7 separate regions of the Mus musculus genome follow, and regions 1, 2, 3, 4, 5 and 6 are each linked to region 7. Evidence: chromatin contacts called from public HiChIP or PLAC-seq, Micro-C and promoter capture Hi-C data. All regions are on one chromosome and are shown on one strand. Each heading gives the region's core, a stretch centred on a gene start, on an enhancer-like site or on the middle of the called end of the contact. The rest is flanking DNA. Distances are from core to core; before and after follow the strand shown.

What was found. Promoter capture Hi-C pulls out the DNA fragments that hold promoters and counts their contacts. Hi-C and Micro-C count contacts between places; a contact is called where the count stands out from the background. HiChIP or PLAC-seq counts read pairs in DNA pulled down with a chosen protein or histone mark.
Region 1: a promoter capture Hi-C map of erythroid cells shows a contact between it and region 7, with 2.9 times the contacts expected there. The contact joins the promoter of Rab29 here to the promoter of Mapkapk2 in region 7. A contact is called at or near these places in 2 of 39 promoter capture datasets (HPC-7-derived erythroid cells and erythroid cells), 1 of 115 datasets of contacts at active chromatin or transcription factors (astrocytes) and 2 of 9 other capture datasets (adipose tissue and liver).
Region 2: a Micro-C map of embryonic stem cells shows a contact between it and region 7, with 4 times the contacts expected there. The contact joins the promoter of Slc41a1 here to the promoter of Mapkapk2 in region 7. A contact is called at or near these places in 1 of 39 promoter capture datasets (stem cell-derived epiblast-like cells), 6 of 484 Hi-C or Micro-C datasets (CD4 T cells, CD8 T cells, the N1E-115 cell line and 1 more) and 3 of 115 datasets of contacts at active chromatin or transcription factors (bone marrow-derived macrophages, embryonic stem cells and thymic regulatory T cells).
Region 3: a contact with region 7 is called in a FOXA1 HiChIP or PLAC-seq map of pancreatic cancer cells. The contact joins the promoter of Elk4 here to the promoter of Mapkapk2 in region 7. A contact is called at or near these places in 2 of 39 promoter capture datasets (the C10 cell line and neutrophils), 2 of 115 datasets of contacts at active chromatin or transcription factors (memory CD8 T cells and pancreatic cancer cells) and 1 of 9 other capture datasets (adipose tissue).
Region 4: a contact with region 7 is called in a promoter capture Hi-C map of embryonic stem cells, with 2.3 times the contacts expected there. The contact joins the promoter of Slc26a9 here to the promoter of Mapkapk2 in region 7. A contact is called at or near these places in 5 of 39 promoter capture datasets (embryonic stem cells, hippocampal neurons, liver and 2 more) and 1 of 115 datasets of contacts at active chromatin or transcription factors (pancreatic cancer cells).
Region 5: a contact with region 7 is called in an H3K27ac HiChIP or PLAC-seq map of thymic regulatory T cells, with 4 times the contacts expected there. The contact joins the promoter of Nucks1 here to the promoter of Mapkapk2 in region 7. A contact is called at or near these places in 2 of 115 datasets of contacts at active chromatin or transcription factors (the SCID.adh cell line and thymic regulatory T cells).
Region 6: a promoter capture Hi-C map of cranial neural crest shows a contact between it and region 7. The contact joins the promoter of Pm20d1 here to the promoter of Mapkapk2 in region 7. A contact is called at or near these places in 2 of 39 promoter capture datasets (cranial neural crest and liver).

What each region holds. Positions count from the first base shown.
Region 1 is chr1:131,865,959-131,868,658 of GRCm38.p6, reverse strand. Rab29 (RAB29, member RAS oncogene family) reads right to left here and starts at 1,382. Exons shown (of 6, transcript NM_144875.2): 1 at 1,249-1,382; 2 at 884-1,140. The coding sequence starts at 1,007.
Region 2 is chr1:131,826,597-131,829,544 of GRCm38.p6, reverse strand. Slc41a1 (solute carrier family 41, member 1) reads right to left here and starts at 1,533. Exons shown (of 11, transcript NM_173865.3): 1 at 1,152-1,533.
Region 3 is chr1:132,006,148-132,008,959 of GRCm38.p6, reverse strand. It overlaps Elk4 (ELK4, member of ETS oncogene family), which reads right to left and starts at 1,340. Exons shown (of 5, transcript NM_007923.3): 1 at 1,020-1,340.
Region 4 is chr1:131,742,276-131,745,351 of GRCm38.p6, reverse strand. Slc26a9 (solute carrier family 26, member 9) reads right to left here and starts at 1,330. Exons shown (of 21, transcript NM_177243.4): 1 at 1,239-1,330.
Region 5 is chr1:131,908,816-131,911,775 of GRCm38.p6, reverse strand. It overlaps Nucks1 (nuclear casein kinase and cyclin-dependent kinase substrate 1), which reads right to left and starts at 1,318. Exons shown (of 7, transcript NM_175294.3): 1 at 1,026-1,318. The coding sequence starts at 1,042.
Region 6 is chr1:131,795,840-131,798,852 of GRCm38.p6, reverse strand. Pm20d1 (peptidase M20 domain containing 1) reads right to left here and starts at 1,458. Exons shown (of 13, transcript NM_178079.3): 1 at 1,267-1,458; 2 at 171-257. The coding sequence starts at 1,435.
Region 7 is chr1:131,096,477-131,099,337 of GRCm38.p6, reverse strand. It overlaps Mapkapk2 (MAP kinase-activated protein kinase 2), which reads left to right and starts at 1,495. Exons shown (of 10, transcript NM_008551.2): 1 at 1,495-2,049. The coding sequence starts at 1,813.

The DNA.
Region 1 (2,700 bases), core at 133-2,632, 770 kb before region 7:
ACAAATGTAATTTTATGTGCTGGGCGTGGTGGCGCATGCCTTTAATCCCAGCACTTGGGAGGCAGAGGCAGGCAGATTTCTGAGTTCAAGGCCAGCCTGGTCTACAGAGTGAGTTCCAGGACAGCCAGGGCTATACAGAGAAACCCTGTCTCAAACAAAACAAAATAAAAAAAACAAATGTAATTTTATTCTTTCACATTACTGTAACCTTGTTAACTACCTTCTCCTTGTGGTGGTGGTGGAGGTGTGTGTGTGTCTGTGTGTATCTGTGTCTGTGTCTGTGTGTTTGGGGTAGACAGACCGACAGGTGGACAGTTCAGCAGAGTCCAAAGGCCACACTGGGAAAGAAATGAATTTACTTTTAGTGCTTCTTTCTCTCTTCCTCCCTGCCTTCCCCAGTGCAAGAGAAGACGACAGGCCACTCGAGGGTATTTCACATTCTTTCGTGAATTCCTCACATTTCCCACTCAGTTCACTAATGACACCATAGGGCTCATCAGACCTGACCGGAATCTGTCCTCCAGTCTTCCCCACACCTCTGACTGCTTAGCTCCTGGGCTTTCCTCCTAAGGTAACGGGGTTCTTTCCTCAACACCCGTCGGATGCTGGTAGGAAGCAGGGTAACTGCCCCAGCCTGCACTTGAACCGGGACTCAGCTGACTTTGCTGACTGGAGAAGTTGCTCTGGGCAGCGCATGGCTGCGGGAGGGCTCTGCTCTCTGCGGTGAATAGTCCCCGGCTCAGACCCCTTCACCATCTCTCACCTGTATACTTTGGCCCTATCTTTGTAGGTAGGCTGGGGACCCCTTAGAGGCAACCTCGGTACCCAGAGGCTACCGGCTGCGAGCCTCGACCCCTGCTCCTAGTCACCCGTGACCGCTCACCTCCCACGGTGGACTTGTAGTGCTTGCTGAAGCTGTCCTGGGAGTAGCGCTGGACCAGAGACGTCTTGCCAACGGCGGCGTCCCCCACCACCAGCACTTTAAACAGGTGATCTCGGCTGCCCATGGCTAGTGGTGGGGAGAGGTTTTTTGATAGTTTGTTTTTCCGGGAAGTCGCTTATTTCAACCCCTTTGGCTCCCGGGTTCTCTTCCAATTGAAGTCAGGCATCTCCACCCTCGGTTGGTTGAAGCTTCTCTGACTGGAAAGCAGAAAAGGAAACTTTTGCACTCGGCCTGTGCGCGCTTCCTCCCCGCGCGGCCGCAGCCTGGGTGGGGCGGGTACCAGCTCGACCCTCCGCGATTGGCACCTTCCTTTCAGGGACCTCCGAGTCGCTCGCCAGCATTGAACCGTGGCCAGCACCTTGCTTAGAGAAGTACAGATGACTTAGACCCTTTCTCGGACCGCACACACAAAATTGAGGTTGTGCAGAGTCCTTGTCCGGTCCCCGTCCTGCCACTGGCGGCGCACTTCCCAGTCTTCCGTCAAAAACGTTGTGAGCCCCACTGCTCGGAGAACTACATTTCCCAGTGTGCCTCTTGGTAAAGCGACCAGACCAGTGTGGCGACTTGCCACGTACACTCTTGGGAAATGTAGTTTCCTAGCTATCTTGAGCAAATTTACATAAAAGTTTTAAGGTTTTCAAACTTTAAAGAATTTAGAAATCTATTTAAAAACAATTCTAAAGTTTGGCGTCGAAGCACAGGTTTGCAATCCAGGCCTTGGGGAGATGGAAATAGGAGGATCATAAAACCCTAGTTCATCCATCGTCTTCTGCAACAAGTGTGTTCAAGGACCCCTAACCCCACCACTTCCTCTCCCCAGAGCAAGACAAGAGATTGGAAGCAACTTTGGGTCACCCTGAACTACGTAGACCATGATCTCTCCTGTCTAAATCTTTCCCCCAGATGTTTTCTTAAAATCACATTTTAAAGATTTCTAGACGGCCTTTCTTATTAGCCATATTTTAAAGGTTTTATAACACAAAGATAAATGTCCAAGTTCCAAGTGAAGTCCATTTCCTGTTGTCTTAACTACAGAGTCAAATCTCGAGCCTTGTAAAGACAAGGTCAAATTTTCCATATGACCAATAACAGGCACATTTGGGGACATTTGACCCAAAAGATCAACCTTTTAAAAAAAATCTATGTCAAAAGTTACAACACTTAATAACTAGCTATAGCAATAACAATGCAGAATAAACAAGAGATAGTTCCTCATTGACACTTCCACATTTCTTACACCAGCCACGCATAGCGTTTGAGCACCAGGACATTTCCTTTTGTTGCTGCTATTAATTCTGAATACTCATAAAATGATTGGCAAATATTTTTACTTTTCCTACCTGTAATTTTTCTGTCCTGCCTGTCCTTTAGCTAGAAATTGTGGCTAGTAGAATAAGCTTCACTTTTTTCCCCTTTTGGCTGTTTTGTTGTTGTTTGTTTGTTTGTTTGTTTGTTTTTTGTTTGAGAGAGGATTTTCTGTAGCCTAAGTTGGTGTCAACTTCTGACAGTAGACCATAGAACTTGTGGTTCAATTGTAACAACATCCAGTTTTGTAGTTTTGGAGAGTAAATCCAGGCATGCTAGGCAAGTCCTCTACCATCGGAGCTACATCTCCAGCCCTCCTCCTCCTCCTCTCCCTCCTCCTTCTCCTTCTCTTCTTTCTTTTTTCCTTTCGACAGAGTCTATGTAGCCCAGGCTGGCTTTGAGCTCCAGATCCATTTGCTTCTGTTTCTGCTTCTACTCCCTCCACTGGAATG
Region 2 (2,948 bases), core at 284-2,783, 730 kb before region 7:
AGCATCCCTAGACCTCTAATTGTCCTAGCCCCCTGCTGGGATGGGAGAGGAAGCCAGGAGAACTCCCCAGGCAACCGGGGCAGGGCAAGCCGGCCAAGACCAAGGCCAAGAACCAGAGGCCTCCTTCTTACTCTTGCCCTTGAAAGTCGAGTGTTACAGAAACCACAGGCTAAACCCTGGTCCAGGCTGCATTTACACTTCTCTCTATGCTAGATCCTGTGAGCCTGTCAGATAGGACCCGGCAGTTAACTAGATTGAAGAGACAGAGGGTGAAGCTACTGTTTATTCCTACATTTTTGGTTGCCTGGCCTTCCCCCTTTCCTCTCGGGTTACTGACAGCCAGACATGGTGTAACTCTTAAAAACAAAAATATCATCGGTAAAAGGTGTAGAAAGAGGAAAGAAAAACAAAGTCAGGCAAATCCAAGTGTCACAAGCTAATATGCATTTACTCCCAAATCATGTCTGTCTTTGCCTGCCCTGCTTTTCTTAGCTTAAAGGAATCCCCACGAATTGCCACCAACTTGTTGCATTTCACCAGCATGGCTCTCAATAGTAAAAAAAAAAAAAAAAAAAAATCCAGAGGGTTTTGCAGGTATGATGAACAGGCTGTTAGTATTCCAAACACTCACAATTAGTCAACTCCAGTTTGGTTAAGGCAGAATCAAACTCTAGGGCCCAAGTTATGAGTCTTCCACTAACTCGGTCACCAGCCAAGCCACCTTAACACAGCACCGTTGTTTTCAAAGATCCTCACTAGTCAGCCAAGAGGAAACACTCAGTCTGAGTCCACCGCCCCCGAGCCAGCAAAGTTTCTGAGTTCCTTCGCTAAAACCTGACTGCCCCCTCCCTCCCGTCTTTCTGGCAGGCCACTTTGACCTGGAAGGGGGCTAGCAAGGGGAGCAGGCCAGTCTCTCAACTACATCAGCAGTAAAGCCACTACCGATGGGCCTCAGGCTCTAGGAAGCCGCGTCTCCTTTCCAAGCGGGGATGGACAAAAAAGCCCGGTTTAGGTATCCCCAACTACAGGGGTGGGGAGGAGGAGTGCCTAGTTGATTTCCGCCGACTCCCGGCAACTCAAGACTGCAAAAGCACTGCGTCCTGGAGTCCCCCGCCCTCGTCTCCCTCCCTCCCAGACCCAACAACACTGACCTGCGCCTTGCTGGGGAGAAAGGGCGCCTGGAGAGTGGTAGCAGGGGCCCGCGGAATTGGGGGATGTAGGGTACCCCCTCTTCTCATCACTCCTCCCCCTCAGCCGTCCTCCTCGAGCCCCCGCGTGTTCCCCGCTACACCCCCAGGCAAGGCGAGCGTCCAACCGCGACACCCGGCTCGCTACATTTCGCTTCTGCCTTCCTGTGAGGCCGCCGCTCCGATTCCACGAGGGGAGGTGGCCTGGTGGGGGGCGATCAGGATATTCCGCCTCGGGCTGGTGTGGACCGGACTGGGCCTGAGATGCCGAGCTCGCTCGTCCCCAATCGCCTCTTGCCCGCGGACTTGGACAAGAGTGTTTGGCTGTGGGTGGCAAACGTGATCTGGGGCAGAGCGGGTGGTAACCCCCCTCCATCAAGAATAGAGTCAGGATGGACAACTGCATCAGCCAATCAGAGCAGGAAAAGGGGCGGGCCCCGCCCAGGCCCCGCCCATTTCCCCGGCGTTTCTTGAGCTGGGGGCGGGGTGAGGGGGAAAACGCAGCAGAGTGACGGGAACTCAGAATTGGAGGGTGTTGTGGGCTCGCGGTGCTCAAGCGCGGGCGGGTGCTGCGCTCCTGAGTTCCCACGGCCTCTCAAGGCGAGCGTTCTGCTACGCATGTACTCCTGAATCTTGACTATCTCTAGTGAGCCTCTGGGCCTTCCAGAAGACCCGAAACCACCCCTTTGAGCCGGCCAGCTGGCGATCGCCCGGGCCGCAGCAGCCATCGCGTGTTCCTTCTCCACGCCCAGTCCCTACCTTCTTCCTGGGCACAGTTCCTATTCATCAGGCTCCTCATCTCTCCTTCCAGGTTCCTTGTTCCTCTGGGCGACTGACCGAACCTTAATCTGCCTTAATAAAGTTCCAGCCTTGATAGGGGTGGGGATGGGCAGACTGGAGGGAAAATTTGGTAGACTCATGGCTGGGGCTACACACACCAATGAGGTAAGGGCGGAGGGGAGCGGGGGTTTCCTTTGACCCAATCGTGGCCCCGTGGGAGAGAAGTCTCCATCCCGGGCGAAATGAACGCCAACTTTCCCTGACGCACCTTGTGGAATCAAAGTGTTTTCATCCTCGCTTTTGCCACTTCCTCCCTGGGGTGTCTTCACTTCATCAATCCAAAATCAGTACCAGTTAGTTCTCTTTGGGTTGTTTTTGTGAAGGGGATGTGACCTCCCTATAAAGGAACTCCCATTTCCAGCCTTTCCCCCTTCATCGGTAGAGTCTATAACCAGAGGTTCCTTTCCTGTCACCTTCTTCCCTAGAAATGTTCCTTGGGGCAACTGAGCATTTTTCTAGACCATAGAGCCTATGACCAGAGGTTCCTTTCCTGTCACTTTCTTCCCTAGAAAGGTTCCTTGGGGCAATTGAGCATTTCTCTAGACCGTTGAATAAGGATAGGATGTATATAGGAGAGAAAAAGAGTGCTGGCTACTGAGCACACATGCTCAACAGCAACTGGAGAGGGCCATTCCTTTGGACAATGATAACAAATGTAGCCACAAAAACCTGTCCCCACCTGCTAATCCAGCAACCCCGGGCTCAGCTCCGCTGCTAGGATATCAAAGGTCTATATTTTTTAAGGGCCCAGCAAATGTCACTGTAGTTGAACTCCAATTTTGGTTTCACAGCCAAGTCTATGTTTGGATATGGAAGTTACTCCTAGATTGGGCAACACTAGGTCTTCGCCAGAAGGACCAGTTTTTGTGCACAATGAGTATAGATTGAGAGGAAAACTAAGACTGATTATATGGCTGCCTG
Region 3 (2,812 bases), core at 91-2,590, 910 kb before region 7:
CCACAAGAGGATATTAAATGTATACTTTTTTTTTACCTTTTTGTGCTGGTGACTGAAGAGTACATCCCCTGCCTCAAATATATAATGGTGTCCCAAAAGTTAAGACAATATTTCCCCCCCAAAAATGTAACAAACTCCACGTAAGCAGTTTCCATTTTAAAATAAAACCAAAGATCAAAGAACAAAGAGTTCCTACAAGGAAAAGTTGAATCATACTCTTTTAAAAACACCACTCCTAGCCGGAAATACAGAAGCCCCACGTTCTGTGCATGGGGGGGAAGAGAGAAGAGCTCTGACCTTAGAACGGCAGCCATTCTACTGAAAGACTCTTACTTAAATGACCTAACCTTCACATTGCAAGGGCTCGAGAAAATGCCAACCGTGTCTTCTGAGTTCACCCAACAAATTCCCCCTTATTTCCTTGCCGATGCCCGTTAAAACTCCTCCCCTCAAAGATGTTTCCAATGCTTTTCCGAGGAAAAGCTTGCCACAGCTGTACAGGAAGCGAGGAGGACTGATGAAAAGTAGAGAAAGAAAAACCTGTGGCCGGATGGACAGCGAGCTTGGGGAAGGGAAGAATGCGGCGTGAGGCCGCGCGCCCCGAGATCAAAGTGCGGGGAGACGCAGACCTCCGGCCCGTGGGCGAGCCAAGAAAGCACTTTCACTTTCCAACTTCCTGCCACTCCGGCAAGTTAAAACCGTTCCCCTCTGCCCCACCCAGGCAACAAAAAACCGCTGCCACCTTCCGCCCAAGGGACTTCTCACGACCCACCGAGGTGCGGGCAAGGCGGAGGGGGCGCTCCGGCGAGCACCTGAGCTCCACCGAGCTGCTCCCCCAAGGAGAGCGCGCCAGCGGGCCCCGCCCACCCACCAGGTCCCACCCTCCCGCCACCAAGCTCCGCCCCTCCCTCCGCCCGGTGCACTTCCTGCCGCGCCCGCAACCTCCGCCCGGCCCGCGCGGAAACCTGGCTGAGGGGCGGTGGTGCGAGACCCCGACGGGGCGTGGGCGTGCTGCTCACCAGGCAGGGCACGGGACTCCTCGGCCTTGAACGCGGTGCGAGACTCTGTCGCCCACCGCTCCTCACACTCGGACCTCAAAGACCGCGCGGCGAACAGTGGCGACCCCCGCGCCGGGGCCCGAGAAAGCGGCGGCCGAGCCGAGCCAGCCGCGTGCCCGCAGCCGCCCGCATCTCCCGCTGCCGCAGGTCTCGAGCCCCGCCCTCGCACACGCGGCCGGGACGGCGAAGTGGCTATAGTTAAGCTGCCACTCGCCGTGCGTGCGCTCGACGTTCTTCACTACGGCCGCCGTCTCCCGTCGTTCCGCGGCCTCCGCCACTCTCAAACCCCCCCCCCCCGGCACTGCCGGGGCCCTTCCTCGACGCCGAAGCAGCGCGAGCGTCACTTCCGGGGGAGGGGCCGGGCCCCAAAGCCAGTGTTTTGTTTCTGGCCCGGGGCTCCCGTACGTACCCTGTTAGTCCGTCCCGTGCACTCGCTCCGGGGACTCCTGCTCTGCCGGACATTCGTACTTCCTCGCAGGCCCAAAGTCCTGCTTAGGGCTCTCGGGGTAGCAATCTGGGCCCAGGGCTGTGGCGGCGGAGCTGACGTGTGAGGACGACGCCCACTGGTTTACATTGCGAGCTACCACCACCACTTGATCAGAATCATTGACGAATGGTCTCTCTAGAATGGGAAAAGCTTTCCCCCTTACCAACTTAGCTTGGTCCAGAGCTTTAACTTTCTTTCTTTCTTTTCTTTTTTCTTTTTCTTTCTTTTTTTTTTTTTTTTTGGTTTAGAAACAGTATTTTAACACGTAGCTCTAGCTGTTCTGAACTCATAGGAGATCCTTCTGCTTCAACTCCTGGCCCCAAGTGGTGGGATTACAGATATTTACAGATGTGCACCACCACGTCCAGTCTAAGTGACTTTACTTAAGAATCCGAAACACCCAATTCATTGCCTGTAAAGTCACTGTGAAAACCTAATTTTCAAAACTTGCAACATCCAAAGAAGGGATGCAGAAATCAACACCCAATTCCAAGGTTCACAAGTGTTCGCAGCTGAGGCAATTGAGCGTTCCATTTTGTCTCCCTGCCCCACTAAACGAATGAGTGTGTTGTTTGTTTACTTAGGCTTTTTGAGACAGTTTCTGTACTTAAAGCTCTCATGGGATTGACTGTGCCACTCAATTTGGGGTTGGACTCTCAGCAACCCTGTCTCAGTATCAACATTATGAGGATGTTAAGCGTAAGCTGGTTCTTACAAATGTGATTTGTGTTTGGAAGCAAGGTCTCATGAAGTCCGAGCTGAGGTTGACTTTGAACTCCTGATCCTGTTTCCTCCACCTCCCAAGTGATGAATTTACAGGCTTTTAACACCAAGCTCAGTTTCATATATATATAGCTATAGATATCTATATAGATATATAGATACAGATATCTATATATATAATTTTTTCTTTGATAATTTCATACATGCATACAATATATTTTAAACATAGTCCCCCTCCCTCACCTTTCTGACTCCTCCCAGATCCCCCTATGTGCCCTCTTTTTCATTGTTTCTTAACCCAGTGAGTCCAGTTAGTATTGCCCATATATGCCTGGATGTGAGACAGTCCACTAGTCCACTAGATCGTGGTCAGGGACCCACCTCTAAAGAAAACTGACTCATTCTGGCACCCATCAAAGGCCAATAGCTCTTCAGCTAGGGGCGGGGCGTCTATGCTCTGTTCACAATGGAATGTCAACTGCTTGCTCTTGTACAGATCTTTAACAGGCAACCATGGCTTCTGTAAATGCATGAGTGTAGTGGT
Region 4 (3,076 bases), core at 81-2,580, 650 kb before region 7:
CTGACCTCCCCTGGAGGATTATATCTTCCAAATCATGACCACGTCACCCTCCATGATTTGGCTCACATCCAGCTGGTCTCCATTTCTTTAGCAAACCTCTAGAGGTCATTTTGTATAGTTTGAGACATTCTCACTAAATTCAGATTATATGTCACTCTGCTGGAAGCCCCTGAGTACTAAGAGATAAAGAAAGACCTTTGCATCAGGATTTCCTAGAGTGAGCCTCAGGGCAGGTCAGACCCCGGGAGGGGCCAGAAAGCCTGGTGGAGTAGCAGAGCTGGTTCTGAGAGCCTGCTGGGGGCGGCAGGGGCTCTGGGGGAGGATCATCTTTGAGTAAAAACACTAAGGGAGAAAAATCCTCTCCCAGTCTGCCCTATTTCAGGGTGGGGAAGGCTTTGCTACTTTAAGGGACCCATCCAGGCATTCTCACCTAACAGGCCTAAGCTCAACTGAATAGTTGGTGTCACGATGATAACAGATTTGCTTGGCCCAGCCTGGAGAACCTCTGGGCTGTTTTCCAGAAGTAGAGACACTGCCCAAGGATGCCTTGGGACCTCTTAGAACTGTGGGCTGGGAGGCTCAGGATCTGGGCGCCTGTGAGTCTGGCTCCTCACCAGTGTACTGGCCCAGACCCTCCCGATGCTGCACCACGAAACGCTCTAAGCTCAATAGAGCCTGTCCCTCACTTGCCTTCAGCTCCTTATCTTCCTCTCCAGTTACCTCTTTTAGCTTCATGGAAGCAACAGGGACCAAATAGGAGTCCACAGAGCTCATGCAGAATACCCCGAAATGGGGAAATAAGCGAGGGAAGGAAAGGGTGTAGAGACAGAAGGACGGGGACACAGCCACTTCGAGATGCACCAAGAGCTAGCTCTCTGCTTCCAGGACTTGAAAAGAAGTAGAAAGTGGAGGGGGTGGCTCAGAAAGGTTCAAGCTCCATTCCTTTTCCTGGAAGGCCCTGTTTGCCTGACTCTGACTGGGTGTCTTTGAGCTCCTCCAATAGAGTCCATTCTGTGTATTCTTCCAGTGAAACTCACCCTAGCAGCTGAGGTCTTTATGGTGCGCTCCACAAGGACTGGAGGGCTGCTCATAGGATCCGGTTCAGAACGTCCTTCCCATGTGTACTCAGGTTCCTAAGCCCCCACCACGTCATCTCTCTTCTGAAGGTACCCCTGGGGCCTGCTCTCTTCCCTGGATAACCCCCAGCCCTTGGGTGGGTTGGGCTGGGTGGGGCTTACCTCTGGGTGAGCAGAGCCGGCTGGGCAGGGCTGCAGGTGTGTCTGGGCAGCGGGCAGCAGAGAGGTGTTCCTGAGGTGTGTGAAAGGGCTCTGCTCAAATAATCCAGGGAGGCGTTTATAAATAACTTCACCTCAGGGCCGCCAGTGAGCCCCGGCTTCTGATTGGCTCGGAGGGGAAGTGGTTTTGAACACTACACCAGAGCTAAGCCTAAGGAGATAGGAAAAGGAGATAAGGGGGGGAAAGGTCCCAAATGAACAGCCCTTTTTTTGTTTTACCTGGGGAGCAGGGCTGTTTGATGGGAGCTTGGCACTTCCTAAATCCACCTGAAGACAATAGGTCACATTCAGCGGGGCCACTACCCTACAGACTCCCCCAAGGCAGTCGGCAGAGGAGGGGCAGCAGGCAGATTCCTCTCTGAGCCTGCTGTCCTGCTACTTATGGGGCTGGGGGTCAAGCCACACAGCCCTTTGGACAATGGATACCATTGAAGCCACCTGAGGGGTTGGGCTCTGTGGCTCTTGCTTTGAAGGTTGGGGATCTAGAGGTGAGGGACAGTGGACCTCTGAGCACCCTGGGAAAGGGCATGAATGGTGTCTGGAGGCCCTGAGGGCCTTGAAATACTCGGAGCTGAGGTGGAGACTTGCTTTCCAGCTCCATCCCCGACCTTAAATCATTGTGAAGACCGTCCCTGTGCAGTGCTCAGAAATATCAGAGATGCCATGAGGCTCAGAAACACTAGAGTAAAGAAGCTTAAGAAACTGGACCTACAGCAAATTTAGGAAAGGTGTTCTGGAAGCCATCAACTCTCTGTACCATCCCTTCCAGGAACCAGAGCCAATGACCATGTTCCCAGATGCCTTTGGGAGCAGAGCTGTGGGTCCCTTGGCCACCAATGCAATGGGAAAGCAGTGTGGGAATCTACCAAATGAGAGTTCCTCCCTGAGCCCATGCGGCTTCCCACCGTCCCCCACGACATCTTGAACTAGACTGTCCCAGCCTTGAGTTGTCCTTCTATTTCTCTAAGATAAAACAGAAGCTCTGAAATTTGATATAGGGGTGCTCCAGCAAAGCACTGTTGGAAGTGCCCCTGGGAAGGTGAAATGAAGTTGCTTTGGCACATAGTAGGGACTCAACAAATATCTGTTGAATGAATGAAAGAATGAATTGTCTGCAAGCCCAGCCCAGTGGATAGTTTGAAGATGTATTGCTTGTGGGGACTAAGGAAATACCCAAGGTCACTCAAAGGTGTCGAGGTGTAGCCAGGATGCCAGGGACCCAAGTATGCCTGCCACTCCAGTGGGGGGGAGAACGTGTCAGTGAACACTGTCTTGGAGCCCTTCCCCGTGCTCCTGCATAGATGGCATGTTTCCCTCCTGCAGTATTTCCTGCCTTGGTGTTATAACATGGAGCACAGCCAGTGGGCATGATGTGCTGGGTAGTCAGTCTTCTAAACTCGTTTACCGTATGAGAGATGTCAGTGGGCAGATCTGGGCTGGTTTACTTTTGTGTTCTGACCACCTATTCACTTTCTGGTACTCGTTAAAGCTTCATGGTGAGTCTGTGAGATGGGTGAATGATAATGGGAGGGAGTCTTTGAACAAATCAAAACCTAAGACCAGGAATCTGTCTGCTGACATCCAGCACTGTCTGGTGCAGTGGGCAGCATGGCCTGATCTGCATTTTGGCCAAGAAATTCCTCGAAAGCAGGTGAGTCATGAGGCTTGTACTCTAACCAAGTGACAGTGGCCATCCAGATCAAACAGTGGTCTCTTTGTTGAGCCATCGTGCCTATCAGGGAAGTTTTGGCTGTCCTTCTTTTGGCCAGAGAGTGTCCTGT
Region 5 (2,960 bases), core at 69-2,568, 810 kb before region 7:
GGATACTTTCGATACCAAAACTTGAAATGAATTCATAACTGTAAAAATAGTTAAGAACTAAAGGCAATGGGGCCAGGTAAAGCTCCTTTACAAGTAACATCTATTGACTTTGGTCTCGGTCTCTGTCCCTCTGTCTCTCAGGCCTTAATAGATTGGACTAAACCACACCCTCCACCCAAGCCACATTCTATACAACAGCTCTGGAGGGCATTAAAGGGGAGCCCACCGAGTGAGGGGAAACCGAAAACTTCTTGAAGCCATGTGAATAAAAGTCTGATCGCTAGTGGATCGTAGTCCATTTACGATTAACGTCACACGGGGAAAGAGAGGGTTACAGAAGTAGCAAGAGACGCGTACTGCGGGGTGAGGGGGAACGAGAACCACACGGGATTTGGGTTAACAAGCACGTCCCTGGAGGAAGGGCATTTGTCTGCAAGCGGTGGAAAGAGAAAACTTGGGGTTAATGCGTTCAGAACTCCCAAGTGGGGAGAGGCTGTGGCCCTTATTTTACGGGGCTCAGTGTCAAAACTCACTTTTGCCCCAAGGGGAAAGGAAAACGTGGGTTCCGCCCAGGCCGGGCTAGGAGGCGGGGCCTGCCGCGACCCCGAGAATGGAGGCGGGGCCGGGCGGCGGGGCACAAGCAACTCGCTCGCCAAAACGCTAAGCCGGCGAGCCTCTGGAGGACCGAGTCCTCCGTGTTCGCACCCGGGTCGGCCGTAGGCTCCAACAGGGCCCAGGGGTGCGGCCTATGGTGTGCCTGGTGCGCGCCAAGCCCACGCCAGGGCCATGGCGGAGGTGGGGGCGGCCGCGGAGCCGACCCGGACCCTGCGGGGTGGAGGCGACGCGCCCGTGCGCGCCGCCGCCATCCTGCGCGCCGCCGAGCACCCACGCGCAAGGGCGCGCGCGGCCCCCGACAGAAGGCCGCGCGTGGTAGTCAGGAGCACGACTCCAGGCCCGTTGCCCAGGTCCTTCGCCACTCACCCCAGCCCGTTCGGCCCGCCCCGGGCCTTGGACTCCGCACTGACCTGACAGGCCGAGACATGTTCGCTGTCGAGGCGCGACCAAGTCGAGGAGCCGAGGACCAGGACCCCCCTCCCCGCGCACTCGGCGCCCCACCCCCCCGCTCCGGCCGGCGGGGCCGCTGCTGCCGAGCCCCGGGCTGCTGGCTTCTCAAGAGTCGGCGGCTGCTGGTTTGAGGTCCCTGGATCTGACGAGCCCCCCGCTCCCCCGTCTCTTCAAAATGGATGAATCAAACCAGCCGAAAATGCGCCAAAGCCGCGGTGCAACCAAACCCCGTAGGGTTTGTGCGCTCCGCCCCAGCACGCCCGCTCATTGGTGACTCCTGTCAGATGCGCCCTAGTCATTAGTCCATTTGAATCATCACGCCTCCCAGCCCCGCCCCACTCCCGGATAGGCCCCGCCTCCTCCATGGGGTCCTGTTAGTCAAGATGCGCTGAGAGCGCACGGCCGCAAAACAAAAATGGTCGCCGATTGCCCGCCCCCTGTCTTCCACGCCAGAGCTGCAGATTCGGCTTGGGTTATATCTTGGACCCCCTGCCAAATAACCTGATTTATATAGAGTTCTCTGTGGACTAGGTGGTTCTGTAATGGATTTAATTTCTCCTGACTTGATTATTTTGCAAATCAGCTAATTGCAAGACTCATGGGATAGGCAGCAGATTCGTCACTTAAGAATTGGAGGGAAATTACTTAGGTTCAAAAATTTGACCTTAATCTTAGAAATCCTGTACTCTGACTTCAGCGTTAACCTCCCAGGGCTCAGTCACGCTGCTGAAGTAGAGAGTTGGGTTCACAAGGAATATCTTCTACCCAATCTGATCTTTGAGAGCTACTTAACACTCATTAAAACCTCAATTTCTGATATTAGCATTTCAAAGAGAAAGAGGTGATTAATGGTTAAGAGGGAGACTGGTGACAAAACGCTTGCTTCAAAATTCTAAGTCCACCACTTAGTACTTAACTAGGTTTCCTCTGTGCACCTCAGTTTTATGATGAGTAGAGTAGGATACAAGGCTACCTTATTACTAGAACTAAACAAGGTGCTATGTTGAAAGGCCTTTAGTCTGGGCTTAAGTGTTAGGTTCCGTTTTTAATAGAAGATAAAATTAGTTCGGGGGGGGGGGGCAGGGAGGCTGGAGAGATGGCTCAGTGGTTAAGAGCACTGACTGCTCTTCCAGAGGTCCCGGAGTTCAAATCCCAGCAACCACCTGGTGGCTTACAACCATTTGTAATGAGATCTGATGCCCTCTTCTGGTGTGTCTGAAGACAGCTACAGTGTACTCATATATAATAAATAAATAAATCTTAAAAAAAAAAAAGTAGTTCGAGTTGCCTCAAGACTGAATGCCTAAATCAGAAGTAGAGCACAGTATCTTTGTATTAATATCTAGGATTTACTTCCTGTTATAGTTTGGATTCCATGTTCCCTAGGGACCCATATGCCAAAGATTTAAGAGGCAGGACCTGGTAGAAGTTAGGACATTAGGAGTGAGCACTTTAACATGATGTGGGAACCTTGACTTGACCACCCTCTGTCTTTCTTGCTTGCAGCCTGTAAACACAATGTCATCTGTTTCACTTTGCTGAAATGCTTTTCACCATGATGCTCTTGCTCTCTACAGACACAAAGCCCTAGGACCAAGCAGCCCTCAATGGAAACATATGAAACTGTAGAAAAATAAATGTATTCTTGTAAGTTGATATTTCAAGTCATACGGATAGAAAACTAACACACTTTATGATGTTGTAAATCGATTTCAATACTTGCCAGAGCCAGTGTTTCACTTGAAGAGTGGGGATGTTGCTCAGCTGAGAGTAACTGCTCAGCACACAGTAAGCACTGAGTTCAATCTTCATCACCTCCTGAAACTGGACAAGAGGATACACACCTATAATGCCATCAGTCAAGGAGATAGATGTTCAAGGTCATGCCTGGCTAC
Region 6 (3,013 bases), core at 209-2,708, 700 kb before region 7:
CTGTGGAATATTTGGATTCACCCCTTTATATATCCTATGTACAAAGTAAAAGGCAACCCCAGAGCAGGTGACTGTCTTCTATTAATGGCAAAATATATTTCCTTATTGCCCATCAAGGACAAAGTCTCCAGTGTATGTCTGCCACCCTTAGCCCTTAGTTTGTAGCTGACCTTTGCGGATATATTCTCCAAACTCAGCAAGGGCTGTGGTGTTGGATTCCTCGTGGCTGAAAGACACTGTGGGAATCTGGATGGCACCTGTTGGGATTCAGTGGTCAGAGACAGACGATTAAGGTTGATAGAGGTTGAGTGTTTCTGATAAAAGTCTGAAACCATAGCTGAATGTGGTGGTGCACAGCTGTAATCCCAGAACTTTGGAGGAGGGAGGGAGGGAGACAGGGAGAAGAAGATGAAGAAGATGAAGAAAAGCGGAGGAGGAGGAAGAGGCGGCGGAGGAGGAGGAGGAAAAAAAAAGAAGAAAAAGAAGTAGTAGAAGAAAGAACAAGAAGGAAAGAAAGAGAAAGAGAAGAAGAAAAATAGACAGATGATGGCAACCAACCAGCTTGCAGAGGACTATTTGCCCAATGCTCTGGGAAAACTATTCCCAGGCATCTCACTTCACTATGTGCACAATCCATCTTCCACTAAGGGTTAGCATTTGATCACTGTGTTGACTTGCATATGTTTGTGTAGGCAGTTTTTTTTTTTAATGAATCCACTACTTAATGAACAGAAAAGAGAAGTTGACAAGGCGTCCGTCCCACCAGCCTGCACAAATGCTCTTTTCTCCTGAAAGTCCAATGAGTTAGTTGCCTTGTTAAGTCCGTTTTAGGGGAGAACTACTTACATATTACATACACCCCAGGAATAATTCATTCTCTTCAGAGCCAGCGAGTCCTACTGACTCTACAATGTTATCCAGAGCTTTGTCCTTGAGGGAGTCCTGGGGAAGATCATTTAACGAAGCCAAACAGTTTTGTTTTAAGGCACCGCAGAGATTGAAAAGGTTAAAAGATTTAGAGTTGAAAGTGCTACAAATACTTTTTGGAGGCAGACAGGGGTAGGGTGGATGCCAACAGTGCTGAGAGGAGAGAAGCTGGAGCCTCTAGGCTAGGCAAGGGATTACCGACGCAAGTGCTAGACCAGTGCACAGTGTCCCGAAAGCTTGCAGAACGCTGGCTGGGCCCGCCCGCGTCCCTCAGCAGAGGGAGGTAGGCCCTCTGGGACTGAGGGACTCAGATCTGAGAACAAGGGGGCGGAGGTTCACCTTTCAGCGCCTCTTTTATAGCGACACGCTCCTCCTCGCTGAACTGGGAAGGGATCCGGGACGCCCCCCGATTTTCCCTGCTTCTAGGGCCAGTGGATCCGGAGACCGTAGCGAAAAAGAGAAGGAGCACAGCTGCCCAGGCGGGCAAGCTAGCAAGTAGCTCAGCCATGTCTCTCCCCAAAAGCCACCAGTCGGGCTAGAGTTTGGACCTAATAGCCTAAAGCATGACTCGCTGCTGACCAATCATTGATTGACCTGGACAGCAACCAACCAATCAATCGAGCGACCCGCCCTTGAGTTGCTGCCCTCTAGACAAGGGTCAGGACTAGCCTGCTCTTGTTCTGGCATTTACTACATGAGAGCAAAGGTGTGTGTGTGTGTGTGTGTGTGTGTGTGTGTGTGTGTGTTATAGCTTTAATTTCATCATAAACTGCAACAGTGTGTCTGTTGATAGGTAGTGCTTTGACAAACCAGCCCCGACGAGTTTGCTCCTGTTTTGAACCTTTTCTTAGCATGCCAAGATGTGACCTTGTGTCCTTGGGAAAATGAATAGAAATATGTAGCAGTGGTGGTGGTGGGGGAACTGGAGGTAGCCATTAGAAAGTCCCAGACACCAGGGAAGCGAGAGGTTCCCAGGACCCAATGGATATGACATTAGCCGAAATATCCAACAAAAGGGAGATAGAACCTGTAGAGAACACCTCCAGTAGATAGGCGTGGCCCCCAATTGAGGGTTGGGGCCACTCACCCATCTCAAAAATTTTAATCCAGAATTGTTCCTGTCTAAAGGAAATACAGGGACAAAAAACGGAGCAGAGACTGAAGGAAAGGCCATCCAGAGACTGCCCTACCTAGGGATCCATCCCATCTGCAGACACTAAACTGGATACTATTGCTGATGCCAAGAAGCGCTTGCTGACAGGAACCTGGTATAGCTGTCCCCTGAGAGGTTCTGCTAATGCCTGACTAATAATACAGATGCAGATACTCAAAGTCAACCATTGGACTGAGCACAGGGGTCCCAGTAGAAGAGTTAGGGGAAGGACTGAAAGAGCTGAAGGGGATCGCAACCCTATAGGAAGAACAACAGTATCAACTAACTGGACCCCACCCCCCTTAGCTCCCAGAGACTAAACCACCAACTAAAGAGCCATGGAGGGGTCCAGAGGTCCCATGTAGCAGAGGATGACCTTGTCTGGCATCAATGGGAGGGGAGACCAGGCAAGGGGAGGGGCAACATTTGAAATTTGAAAATGTAAATAAATAAGATAACCAATTAAAAAAAAAGAACTAATCCAGTGCTACAGGTCCCTTCCCCAAAGCTTTGAGGGTTAAGCCTGCCTGCCCTGGGGGTTTTCCTTTTAAAGTCCAACAAACTGTCCCCCAGTTTCTGTTAGAGTGTATTCTTTGTCCTCAAGCTTCCATTTGTGATGGTTCTCAAATTCTTTTATTAACGACACCAAGAACCCCAAGAGGGGCTCTGATTTTTCGGGTGTAATATGATGGTCCTACTAGAACTCTGAAAATAGATCTTCCTTTTAATTCTTTAATTGACAGAGAAAACGAAACACAGTACTGTCCCTCTAGACAGGTTTCATTAGTACACTTTATTCATGTATATATTTTGATTAAATTTATTCCTAAGCTGTTCTTCTCGCTCTCTCTCTCTCTCTCTCTCTCTCTCTCTCTCACACACACACACACACACACACATCCACTGATAACCTCTTATCCCAACTAGTCTTTG
Region 7 (2,861 bases), core at 246-2,745:
CCCTGCATCTCCACAGCCTCAAGCAGTGCCTTTGAAACAGGGCGTTGTGTAGCTTTGTCTTCAGTGTGGAAGGAATCTACCCAGCTGCAGACTGAGGAGAGCCAATGTGCCTTCTATTCCCAGGTCTGTATCTGCCACACTGCTAACCCAACTACTGCATCTATCCCCCTCCCCCCCCCCCCCCCCCCAGTTAGAATTATCACCACAGGGATGAGCGAGAAGTATTGAGCACTGAAAAAGCGCTTGTCTCCTTGATCCATAGTGAGTTGGATCTCAAGAGGGGGCCTACAGTCCTCCACCTGTTCATCTCTGTCTTCCTTGGAACAAGTATCTTCCGGAAATCTAAACAGGGAACAGCAAATGAGTCTTGCCATCCTGGGCTATGTCTCCAACGCCCTTTTCTCAGGGCACTGTCTCGTCTCCAGAGTTTTGTTGGGACATATTAAAGACTTTGTGTGACCATGGGTCAGGTCTCATCTTTAATTTGTCTGTATTAGTAAGTAAACCAGAGCTTTGTATCTATCTTGTTCCTTTGTCTCATTTCTTAACTGCTGTAACAGTCAAACCCTTGTGGATCTCAGCAGTGCTACAGGCCAGTTAGGCCCAGAGATTTGTACTAGAACTAGGTTGCTTCAGGACTACTTATTGGCTATGGCCGCAGGGACCATTTCCCCAACTCTAGAACCATTTCCCAGCCCTTCCCCTTGCTCTATAATCGCAATGAATTAAGAACACAAATGTATAAGTGTACCTCCCAGAGAGACATGAAGTTTGTGGGTATTTTAAGACAGAGTCTGTCTTTGTTGTTCAGGCTGGCCCTGTGACTTGTTATCCTCCTGCTTCAGTCTCCTGCATATAGCCGGGATAACAGGTGGCTAGAGTGCCCCATTCCATCTTGGGTCATTTTGGGTTTATATAAAAATATGTTCGAATTCATAATAATTAAATTGTTCGTGGTATCACAGTAGTACATTCTTCTCAGTGAAAACCAGTAAGTCCATGAGAGAAAAAAAAAGTAAAACTCACAAGTATGTTAAGGAAATTGTTACTATTGCCTGACACCTGATCCTAGGATGAATAGTCTCTCTTATTCCCCCAGTCCTGGCCCCCGGATTCTCGCTCTGCTCGGGTACCCCTCACCCCCCACCCACAGAGTCCACGTAGAAAGATTCTTATCAATTATCCGTTTCTTTCAAAATACATCTCCTCCAATTCTCCGATGACCTGTCTTCTAGATCCAAGCAGCTGGAGGAGTGAGGGTTTTGTTTGAACTATCCAGCAGCTTTTCTTTTGCCCTCCTCCCTTTCCCCTCTGCCCGGCCCGGGTTAAGAACTAGGATGTCTCGATGCCCTCCACAAGCCCGCTTGCTCGCAGTCCCTAAGCTCTCCCGCCACTGGACTTCCTCCCCTTTAAGGCCCACCCCTCCCCCATGTCCACGCCTCCCAGTCAAGCCCCACCCTCGATCCTCCCCTTTAAGGACTAGCCCAGGACGCCGAGCAGCCTGTGACGCGGCCGCCGCCCCCGGGCTGGTACTTCTCGGCGCGGCGATTCCTCCGGCCGGGCCCTGCCGTCCCGCGTTCCCCGGAGCGCACGTCTCCGGGGGGAGGGAGCAGGGCTGGTGGGCGCCCGCGGCGCACAGCGGGACCCACGGGGCCCCGCGACCAGCCGAGCCTGGAGCCGGGCCGGGGCGGGGCAGCCGGCTCCAGCCCGGAGCAAACTTCGCCGCCGGGCGGGGCGTGGCGGGGACCCGGGCCCGAGCCGGAGGAGGGGGCGGCCGCGGCCCCTGCCTCTGCGCGCGAGTCGCCGGGCACCATGCTGTCGGGCTCTCCGGGCCAGACTCCGCCGGCGCCTTTCCCCAGCCCTCCACCGCCAGCCCCGGCCCAGCCGCCGCCGCCGTTCCCCCAGTTCCACGTCAAGTCGGGCCTGCAGATCCGAAAGAACGCCATCACCGACGACTACAAGGTCACCAGCCAAGTGCTTGGCCTGGGCATCAACGGGAAGGTGCTGCGGATCTTCGACAAGAGAACCCAGCAAAAATTCGCCCTAAAGGTAAGTCTGGGCCGCCCGGGATCGCGCTGAGATCCGGTGCAGCTTCCGGTCACCCCGCGAGTGGCCGGCACCCGAGAGGACTCACGGGGACTGCCATGTTGGGGTGTGAGTGGGATCCAGCCTGGTGGCCACTCTTGGGACCCGGACGGCCTCTGCTCGCTTTACCCGGCGCCGAGGACACGGTGGCCTCGTCCTCCCTCCCTCCTTCCTTTCTGCGGGCACAAAAGGCCCTTTACTCATTGAGCTGGTTGGTCGGTCGGTTTGGAGAAGTTCGCTCTCTGAGGTTTCCTTAACCCTACTCCTTATTTGGGAGCCGGAATGTGACTTCGCTCTCCTCGGCCTCGCGAGGTCGGCGCGCAGCGGTGGGGCGCGTCGGCGCGGAGCGGCGCGGCACTGGAGACTGGGGACCCCGCCTCCGTGCCCCGCGATCGTCTGGAACCGCCAGCGCCTGGCCTGCGCTGCCCCTTAGGCTTGCGCCGGGCTGTTTCCATTGCTCCCTCCACCGTAGGAAACCTTGTCTGTAAGCCAGGCTTGGCCTAGTGCTGGTACACTGGTCCCTGGTAGCCGGAGACTCAAAGGCAGGAAATACTATTCCTGCATTTGGGAAACCCACTCTTAATCTCTGTGGGTCTACCCGTCTCTGCTTCTGTCGGTGGTAGTGGAGAATGGGGATTTCAAAAGGTCCAAGTGAAGCAGGGAAGGCTGTCATTCAGGGTCACTGCAAAGTTTTCTTCTCTCAAGGGTTTCAGGTTACACCATATCTCTAAAGGTCACTTGTCAGGTTTCTTTCTCCTGGGGTGTCTCAATGATTG